2 separate regions of the Mus musculus genome follow, and region 2 is linked to region 1. The links are chromatin contacts, called in public promoter capture Hi-C maps. All regions are on one chromosome and are shown on one strand. Each heading gives the region's core, a stretch centred on a gene start, on an enhancer-like site or on the middle of the called end of the contact. The rest is flanking DNA. Distances are from core to core; before and after follow the strand shown.

What was found. Capture Hi-C pulls out chosen DNA fragments and counts their contacts.
Region 2: a promoter capture Hi-C map of liver shows a contact between it and region 1, with 4 times the contacts expected there. The contact joins the promoter of Zfp330 here to the promoter of Gypa in region 1. A contact is called at or near these places in 3 of 39 promoter capture datasets (hippocampal neurons, liver and pre-B cells), 2 of 115 datasets of contacts at active chromatin or transcription factors (astrocytes and stem cell-derived neural progenitor cells) and 1 of 9 other capture datasets (liver).

The regions. Positions count from the first base shown.
Region 1 is chr8:80,491,813-80,496,926 of GRCm38.p6, reverse strand. It overlaps Gypa (glycophorin A), which reads right to left and starts at 2,882. Exons shown (of 8, transcript NM_010369.3): 1 at 2,840-2,882; 2 at 544-624; 3 at 132-215. The coding sequence starts at 2,873. RefSeq lists a cis regulatory region at 2,978-3,160.
Region 2 is chr8:82,771,250-82,776,363 of GRCm38.p6, reverse strand. It overlaps Zfp330 (zinc finger protein 330), which reads left to right and starts at 2,219. Exons shown (of 10, transcript NM_145600.2): 1 at 2,219-2,307; 2 at 3,353-3,484; 3 at 5,006-5,025. The coding sequence starts at 3,365.

The DNA of each region.
Region 1 (5,114 bases), core at 1,633-4,132:
GAGTGTCTGTTTGATTTGTTTTTTTTAATGTCAGTTCATTAACCCCAGAAGACATTGCATATACATCTTACTAGGGATTCAGATAAAATACTAATGGCTACAAACCTATTATGCAAAAATGCAGAACCTACCTGGTGTTGACATTGTTGCTGAATGCTGATTTGGGTTACCTACAGTTGAAGCCACCACAGGAGTGGTTATTTGAAGAAGAGAATCTGTACAGAAAAGAGAGAAGTTAGATAAAATGCTTCCCACAGCCCACAGGGGACTGCCATCTCACCTCCAGTTACGATGGTTACTTTTTAAAAACACATTTATTGATTTTTATTTTATGGGGATGAGTGTTTGCTTCTGTGTGTGTGTGTGTACCCCTTTATGTACCTGGTGCCTGTGGGAGGCAGCAGTGGCAGGAGATCCTCTAGAGCTAGAGTTACAGACAGCTGTGAGCTGCTATGTGGGTTCTGGAAACGCTAGTTTTCAAGAGCAACAAGTGCTCCTCACTATGGAAATGTGTAATATGCACCTATGTTTTATAGCTCCTACCTGATCCTGACAATGATGGTGAATGCTCTTCTTGGTAATGTTGACTTGAAGGTATATGGAAGGTGGTTGTAAGAGAATGACCTGTAAAGAAAAATCAGGAAAGTTATTCTAAATATGCTTCCCACAGCCTGCAGAGTGGCATAAGATTAGTCAACTATTTGTCTGGCAGAAGGTCACAATGCTGGTGGAGTCCCAAAGAGGCATCAGACACCTTAAGACTGGAGCTGCAATGGTTGTAAGCTGCTCTGGAGGATCTGGGAACAGAACTCAGGGCCTCAGCAAGAGAACAAGGACTCTGAGTTATAAAGCTATCTCGCTAACTTTTTGCTTTGACACAGGTCATGCTATGTAGACCAGACACACAGAGATCCTCCTGCCTCTGCCTCTGAGTGCTGGGATCACAGCATGCTCCCCAGCTGCAACAGGTATTCTTTAAAAAAAGAAAAAAAGTTCTGAGGATGTGGAATAAAAGTAAACTTTATAAAGAAGTCACTGTCGCAACATTGTGGAGACCCCAAACATATTACACAGTCAGTCATTCTATCCGTGGCTATATATTGAAAGGGTGTGAAATGAGCACCCAAAGATACCTGATATCCACATGTTCTGCTGATCACAGCTCTAGTCGGGTGGACTGAAATACAAAGGCAGCCAGGGACCTCACATGATACAGAGACATCATGGTGTACTACTATGGCTAGTCATGGCTACCATAGCGAGCACCTATTTTAATGGTACTTAGCTCAGCCCTTATGCGGTTATTACGAGATCAGTATCAGCATTGCCTGCATTTTATAGATGAGGCCAAGATAGGGCCAATGATTTGCCTCAGGTATACCAGACTTAGATTTGAATTCACTTCTGTTTCTTGTGCCCGTGTTCCTTTTTTTTTTTTTTAGCAATCTCTTTTTTTCTTCTTCTTTTTTTAATTAGGTATTTTCCTCGTTTACATTTTCAATGCTATCCCAAAGGTCCCCCATACCCACCCCCCCAATCCCCTACCCACCCACTCCCCCTTTTTGGCCCTGGCGTTCCCCTGTACTGGGGCATATAAAGTTTGCAAGTCCAATGGGCCTCTCTTTGCAGTGATGGCCGACTAGGCCATCTTTTGATACATATGCAGCTAAAGACAAGAGCTCCCGGGTACTGGTTAGTTCATATTGTTGTTCCACCTATAGGGTTGCAGTTCCCTTTAGCTCCTTGGGTAATTTCTCTAGCTCCTCCACTGGGGGCCGTGTGACCCATCCAATAGCTGACTGTGATCATCCACTTCTGTGTTTACTAGGCCCCACATTGTGCCCGTGTTCCTAACGCTTGCCTCATACCCTCTGCCAGGGAGACTGAATCTCACCCAGTGTCCTACAGAGAGCTCAGCACTTCTCTGCTGTCCACCCTGACTCAGGCCGTAGCTGTGCCATGGATGAAATATGCTCCCCCCCCCCTCGCCTGGGCTATGTGTTTCTAACACAGAGTCACTCACTGTGTTTGAGAGAACATGGCTTAAAATATCCTCAGGAGGCCAAAAGTAAGGCTACTTTAAAATATTTTATTTTATATTATATTATATTTATTTTATTTTATATTATATTTATTTTATTATATCAATTTATCTTAATAATTTTTAAAATTTAAATTTCGATTAAAATTTTAAAAATATTAAATTAAAATTTTAATTATTTTAATAAATTAAATTATTTTAATAAATTAAATTAAATTATATTAATTTATTTTAAAAACATATTACTTTGGATTCAGCCCAGCCATAGAGCAATTAGAAAGGTTTTTGTGGTTATTGTTGTTTTTGTTGTTGTTTTCTTAGTAACAGTAGTAACAGTTCCACAAAGAGAAACCCCTCAGTTTCATGCTGACAGCTTGTCTCCTCTCAGCAGGAGAAACTGGTTATACTAGTTTTGAAAAAGAAAGGGCATAAGTCTACCCTAACCTTCACCAGTTAACCTTAGCTTAGAAATAAGTCTCTTCATAGCCCCAAGCGAAGTAACATGGTTATTTATGTAACGATATTACTTACACTTGATACAAGTTTACTGCTATCTAGGGTTAGAATCAAAGGCATTTCTTAGACTGGGGAACTGCTATTCAGGCACAAATGGTTGTGGGCTGCAGTGTGCCACTCCTGTCCCTAGCTGAATCCTATTTAAACACACCCTCCAGACTGAAACTGAATGTACTACTCAGTCATTGGTTCAGTTAAGTAAGAAAACCAGCATTGGGGCAATTCATAGTTTAAATAAGTCATCGAGAATAAAATATCATCAAGCTGAAAATATTCACTCACCTGATGTTGTCACAGCAGCTGTGCTCTCGGTCATACTGGGAGTGTCTGTCAGCCTTAGGAAGGCCTTGCCTACCTCCTGGTATCTCTCAGGCCCACCTTCCCGGGGCCTCTATCCGTTGACACACATTGGCTAGCATTTAAATGATGCAACATTATTTAGTGTCTGTTAATAAAGATAACTAGAGGTCTGCATAACTGCGAGGACCAGAGTGGAATTAAAATCTTTGTTCCAAAGAATTGCCTGCTGTGTTAAATTTACTTCATGTAAACGAAGTGAGCACCACAAGGCAGCACCAAGGACCACTCAACTGGACATAGAGACTGCAGAGGTCAGGGCAGGCGCTGGACTTGGAGAGTAGGAGTGTTTCTAATGCGGGGGTCCCTATGATCCCTTAAGAAAGTGGCTTCTTGTGTACGAACTGCATGCATTGAAAACTTTACACAATGTTTGCGAACTCTGAGGTTTGAAAGGCTGTCAAGCTCGTGACAGCTCAAAGAGTAATGAAAGAAACGTGAGTCGGGAGAAATCTTCCAGGAAAGTGGAATTCGAACTGAACTGCAGTGTCCGTGTGGCTATAAAAGCAGTTACGTGCTTTACAATGCTTTAAAATGCTCTGTTGCTCAGTGACCGTGAGGCAATCCCCAAATAACAAAAGTAAACGCTAGAAAACAAGACCAGGCAAACCCCAGTCACCCTGAAAGCATAAAGGGAGTGTGTGTAGCGCTGAGCAGAAGCAGGAAGCCCGACCACAGCGGAGACAAACTCCAGGCAGATACCGGCTTGGGCTCAGGACATAGGAGAAGAGTAGCTTTGATTCGAAAGTCTTTGGAAATCAGCCCTTATTAAGCTGCGGAGCGGGAGCTGACCACCAGCTAATAGAGAATTGCGGTTCTTTCTGGTGTCCTTGATGCGTCCTCCCCTCCCCCCCCGCCCCCGAATTTAAAGAAATGCAAAAGCTGGTGGCTTCTCAGGTTGAAAATTCGAGTGTGTGGAAATGGAGACACGTGGCGACCTCTAGTGGCTGTTCTGCATAATAGAAACGAAATGTGGAAACAAAACAAAACAAGAAAACACAACTGGAGAAAACATCAAGTCTTTCCCTTCCTCTTCGTTGTCCAGGAGTATCATCAGGTCGTATCTATGACTTACATCCCACAAATGTGTCAGGCAAGCACAACTGTGTTTTGAGAATTTTGAGCCAGCGTCTGAAGATTAAACAATTGTGTTTGAGACATGCAATCTGACAGAGATCTCATCAGGTTGGTTCTGTATGTGCTTGGCTACTTTTCTCTAAGTAGTATTGGGCCAGTCACTGCAGCGCCATGCAGAAACACAAGCTACGATGTTGGAGAGGAGGAAAATAGTTTGGATCCTTGAGCTCTGTCCGACGTCTATCGTCCTTGTTTTAGCCGTTCATTTCTGCCTACGAGTATCTGCCAGCTACCTCTGCTTCAGATGATTGCTACAGGTGATTCCTGCCGATCTCAACAGGAGGGCGAGACTTTTATGGTTTTTTTTTTCCCACGGGAGTTCGCACCTTGTCTCTGTGTTCCTATAGAATGTTCAAACTACTTCCTGTTTTATTTTCTTCATCCAAATGCTTTTTTAAACTTAAGGAAACGCAAGATTATACACATATGACACTCAAAATGACCCACTTGGGGAGGAAGGGGGCAGACGCAAGAGCCAAGGAGTGGACAAGTTTGCAACATAGCCCATGCTTATTCCCATAGGAAGCTGTGAGATTTCTTTAAGGATGAATTTATTCATCATTGATCAAAAGGAGGTATACTTCAATTAAAAAACAGGGTATTAAATGGAAAAAAAACAAGATTATTCTTTGTTTTGTTTTGTGTGTGTGGTTTTGACAGGATAGTAAATGGAGACAAAAAAACAGATTAGTCTTTGCTTCTTTGTGGTTCTGACAGGCTTCAACTCAGGGATGAAAATGGAGGATGGATTGGGAAGAACGGAGGGAGGGGTCAGGATCCACAGCCAGCCTACCTGCTTTCTTGGCTTGAGTGGTCTGTGGGTTCCCAGGAAATGCCTGCTGGGGCTAGGGCATCAGATAATGCCATGAGTCCAGGGAGAGAGTTCTGGATGGAAAGATTTGTGTGATCCAATGAGGGCCATGGCAGGTGGTCTCTGCAGCATTAGAGATGAGACTGGGGATTAGATTTAGGACAGAGGTTGGCTAGATGAATGTCTGCAGTGAGTCTACTTGCTTCTCTGGTTATAGTTGTATATTGGAGTTTGGTGTTGGGATAAGATAGC
Region 2 (5,114 bases), core at 970-3,469, 2.3 Mb before region 1:
GCCAGGCAAACATTCAATCACTGAACTTTATTCCAAGCCCAGGAGAATACAAACACTCAAGCCCAAATACCTATAGAATTGTGGGTCAAGCTGCATCTTATCTATGTGTTCTTTTTCTTGTGTTACCTTGTTAAGGGCACACAGGCAAAGTGCCTAAAACGTAAGGAGCAAGCCCATGACTATATTAGCTGTTGTTGACACTTTGTGTTTGTGAAAGAGTATCAGGTCTCAAAGAAGCTAGGGACAAATGGTGAACTGTGGCTCTATTAGCATATCAAAGCACATGCTGGCCAGACACTCAGAAACCCGGGGCTCCAGTTAGCTCAGCTCACTTCACCCTCTCCCCTAAACTTGTCTAGCTCCTGGACTTCCCTTCCCTCAGCTTCTTATTCTGCTAGAATGCTGCCATTGTGTCTGTGAGCTTTCTTGGCTCCCTTGTCCTCCTGGTCCCCTCTCTTGGCTCTCTCTTCTTTGTTCTTTTTCCCTTCTCTCTCCCTCTCTTCTCTCATGCTTCGTTTATAACTTTCTCTCCTTCAGATGTCTCTGGCAGCATTCTCCCTCACATCTACAATAAAATTCTCTCCTTACTCATACTTGGGAGCAGTCATGTCCTCATTTTATACAAAGAGGAGATGGTGATGTCTGTTGAAATTGATATAAGTGGTGGAAGCTTGAAGAAAACAAGTATGTTTTGATTATGATTAAATATTGTGGTAAATGGGAATAAGAGATTAGGGAACTATAGGAGGACAGAAGGGGAATCCTGAGAGGCTTGAGTTTAGTGACATAGACTCCTGTTTATGTATCAGCACCCCATCCCCCAAAACCCCACCCAGAAAATCAATAGGAGGGAAAAGGTACATCATTTAATGATCAGTAGTACAAAAACTATGATAAAAACTGTGACTAATGAGATGGGACTGTTTTATTAAGTAGAACTTGCAGAAAAAAAGACTGAAAAGGATGACTAAACAAGAGAATACAGAACAGAGCACAGGGTAGGAGCCTAGTAAGCCAAGACATTCATATTTCATTGACAAAACTGAGCTCTCTTCAGAGAAAGGCTTGAGGTGTGGTTATGAAAGCGAATTCCTGGAGTGCAGCAAAGATGATAACAGAAGGGGTTGGAAAAAAAGAGAGAGACCAAAACGAGTTGTCTTCCATTGGGATGTGAATGTGGTAAAGACAGAAGATGGCCTTGTTGGACATCAGTGGGAGGAGAGGCCCTTGGCCCTGAGGGTGTTTGATGTGTAGGAGAATGCAAGGGCTGGAAGCCAGGAGTGGGTGGGTGGATAGGGGAGCACCCTCAAAGAGGCAGAGGGAGGGGGATGGGATAGGGAGTTTTTGGAGGGGAGACCTGGAAAGGGAAAAACATTTGAAATGTAAATAAAAAAATATAAAAAAAAGTGGGTGGATATAACACAGCTCCACTCAAATATAGAAGGTGATAGGCAGTAAGTGATACTCACATGCAGTACTGGGAGTAATGTCAAGAACTTCCTCCCCAAAGGTAAGGTGGGAGTGAGAGTGGAACATTTACCTTCAGTGTTATTTAAAGCAAACAGTCTTGTAGGGAAGCATAGTTAGATCTCAGCCTCGGAGCAGAAGCAGAGAACGTGGGAGGATTTGCTCACAATGGAACAGAATGCACACAGCAGAGGCCAAGCAAGACACCTCCGAACTCAGTGTTGTGAGACATTAAAAAAAGCGGGGGTGGGTGGGTGGGGGGGAGGAGTGGAGGGCTCTGCAGTTTCCTGTGAGCACGCCTATAATCCTAGTGCTGAGAGACAGAGGTAATGGAGTCGTGGCTTCAAGGCCAGGGTTCCATTCATTATGTCTCAGAAAATAACAACAACAAAAATTAAAAATGTGCCATGTGAGGCTTGTCAGGCTCCCAGAAAGGAAAAGGATTTCAGAAGAGTCAGGCAAAAAATTGCTAGCAAAGTTCTTGTTCTCCTCTCAAAATTTTTTGTGGGCTCGTCTTTCTTTTCCTTTTGGACTTTTTAGCTCTCTGAGTTAAATAATAAAATCAGAATGACATAGCAGAGGCCTTGAGATGCGGCAGCTCTCTGCCCTCTACTTTCTTTGCAACGCTGGAGCCTCTTTCCATTGTAGCAAGTCCACTTCCGGGAAGGCGGGTCCTCCCCGAGGAGGGGGCGGAACATGCGGGATTCTTCCTGTTGACGTGTTCAACCTGGGCGCTCTGACATAGCAGGATATCCGGTCTCGCTCCCACCGTTGGAAACGGGCTGCTTCTGCCGTTCTAGCCCGCGGCTCGCCCTCTCCTCCGCGTCCTCGGCCACTGCGGTGAGTGGCGCGTCCCCGTGAGGCCGCGCGACGTGGGTGGGTCTGGAGAACGTGAGGGGCCCTCGGGCTGCTGGCGGGTCGCGAGCCGCGTGGCTCTTCCCGCGCCCCCGCCTCCTGGCCTCCCAGAGCCTGGAACCCAATGTCGCTCTGCTGTCACCAGGATCTAAGCTTGAACTCAAAGAAATCTCTCCTCGTTGGCACAAACAGATTCGAGGAAAAAAATAGGTCTGAGATGTCTTAGTGGGTACAGAATTCATCCACGGTCACCCGTGGCCACTCAGCCACATGCTCCAGACTTCCCTTTTAAACACTGAAGGAAGGCCCCGTGGCGTGGCCAGCATGATTAACCACTGATTAGCTCTGAAGACTGTCCTGTCCGAAAGGATTGGGGCACCAGAGTGAGAACACAGAAGCCTGGTTGTCTCTGTTGTAGTTTTTCTGTGTGCTGAAAACCAGCACTGTAAGGTTTGATGTCTGTGTGGGAAACAAACTCCAAAGCATCTGACTTGTCGAAACTGTTGCATCTAGGCACGAGGGACAGGCAGCGAAAGCCACTGTAGTACCTTAGTCTCTTAAGAGAAAATGGGTTTGTTTGCGGTCAGGCCTTGGGTTGCTGGTTATTTGTTTAGATACCATGTAGGTGACAGTGTACTGTATAATACTGTATGTCAACAGCATTAGGGCTGAGACTGTATAGCTCAAAATGGTTATTTCAACTTGGCACAAAACAAATATTTTTAGTCATTTCTTACTAATGGTGCATACATAGGTTTTTTTGAGTGAAGAGAATAATTAGGGTGAGAAAACAATTACTCTAGCTGTTTGGTTGAGGTCCTTGATGCTTATGCTGTGTGAGAGTTTGGAAGCCCAGAGGAGGGCCTTAGTTTAGGAGCCTGCAGCTGGAATAATGTGTGTGTAATGTTGCTAAAGGCTTCAGATGGGATGAGGTGCATTTAAAATTGAAAGACTGATTTAATATTTAAGGAAAGTATAGATGCTGTGTGACTGAACGCATCAATTATACCTTTCCTGTTTTCTTGTTTAGAAAGAAGGGAACATGCCGAAGAAAAAGACCGGTGCGAGGAAGAAGGCAGAGAACCGCCGAGAACGCGAGAAACAACTGCGAGCATCAAGAAGTACTGTCGACCTAGCCAAACACCCATGCAATGCTTCAATGGTGAGAGCTTTTTAAAGCAATGGCTGGTGGCTGAATGGAGGACTCTGTAGTACCATATATAGGTACCTAAAAAACATGATCAACTATGGTGTGCCCCTGTGAAGAACCTGTTAAAGGTGTCCTCAGTATTTTACTGAGTAACAATGATATTTTTATTGTTGTTAGAGTATGTATTATCAAGCCTGGCGTATCATGAATTACTGGTGACAATAGATGTTGAAGGCGAATGGGTGACAGGAACTGAGTGGGAGGCTCCAGCTTTTTTTATATATTCTTTAGCTCAGTTTTGATCATTTTCTCCTAGCCAGTCTCCATTCACTGAGTACCCTGATTTTTAGACATTTCCCATGTTCTTAACTAATTTGCTAGTCTTGAAAAAGTCAGATTGTTTTAAAATACTTCATTTTCATGACTTAATTTAGCAAATGTTTATCATTCAGGGGACCGAGTGTTCTGCCTGGGACTCTGGGTGCACCAATAATGGCAGATGATGGCAGATGGCGCACCTCCCTCTTTTGTATGTTTGTAGGATTCCCTAGTGTGTACTACTTTCTAGGACTCATTTGTTTATGAATGACAGAAACAATTTAACCTAGGGAAAAGCACCTCACTACCATAGTCCCTCCAAGTAGTGAGAAGAAGAAAGGAGCTAAGACTTGGGGACAGCTAGGCCTTGGGCCGCCCTCTGCTCTTGTTTCTTTGGCTCCTTCTGCCCCTGAGGATTGCCATGTTTTATTTGTGCAGCTTCTTGGTTTCTGGTCGAGTGCTTATATCGACCATATCTCCTATTGTGGAGGTCACAGACAAAGATTTCTCATAGGTTGGGCTCGTGCCGTTTTTTTGTCCCAGGACTGATTTATGATGTACAGGTCAGATGTCATGGTACAGATGTGACAGAGGGGATTGTGTTGTTGAATGTCAGGTTCTTTTGAGAAAAGAGGCGTGCTGGCAGACAAGACAGTGACTGGCGTGCGTACGTGCATGTCATGGAGTAGATCTTGGTATTTCAGTAAAGGGAAAGGAGCAGAGTTAGTGAGGCCTGCGGAGAAGAGGCCGGGACATGTTGGGGAAAGGCTGAGCAGTGGTGCCTTGGCTCCAGAGAGTGACAGACTGGAGAGCTTCGAACCCCGCTTAAATGGACATGCTGTGATCTTTAGTATTTCCTGTCCTTTATTCCTAGCACCCACACAATATTGGCAGATCGGATGGTTTTTAATTAAAATAGAAAATTGAGCAGGAATTTGTTTGTTTTCTGTAGTATTTGCTTTCTTTAAAACAACCAAAAGGGAATCTAGTATATTTTAACTTTTTTTGTAATATGGCTTTTTTCCCATCATTGATCACAGAGTATAAGTTTTTTTTTTACTTTTGCTAGTGGAGTATGTACAACATTTTGTACACATAGGCTGAGCTGGAAGTGGGATGTAGAACCTCTTATAGTTTAATTTGAGTCTTTATGATATAAGTAAATGTTCCATTTTAGGCTAGCAGAAAATTAATGTTATGCTTTAAATTCTACAGGAATGCGACAAATGTCAGAGGTAAATTTTCTTTTTCTTCCTGCATGAAATTGTCCTTGTGTGCTTTCTGTTGCTGTGCTATAACACTTGGGGAGGAAAGGGTTCATTGC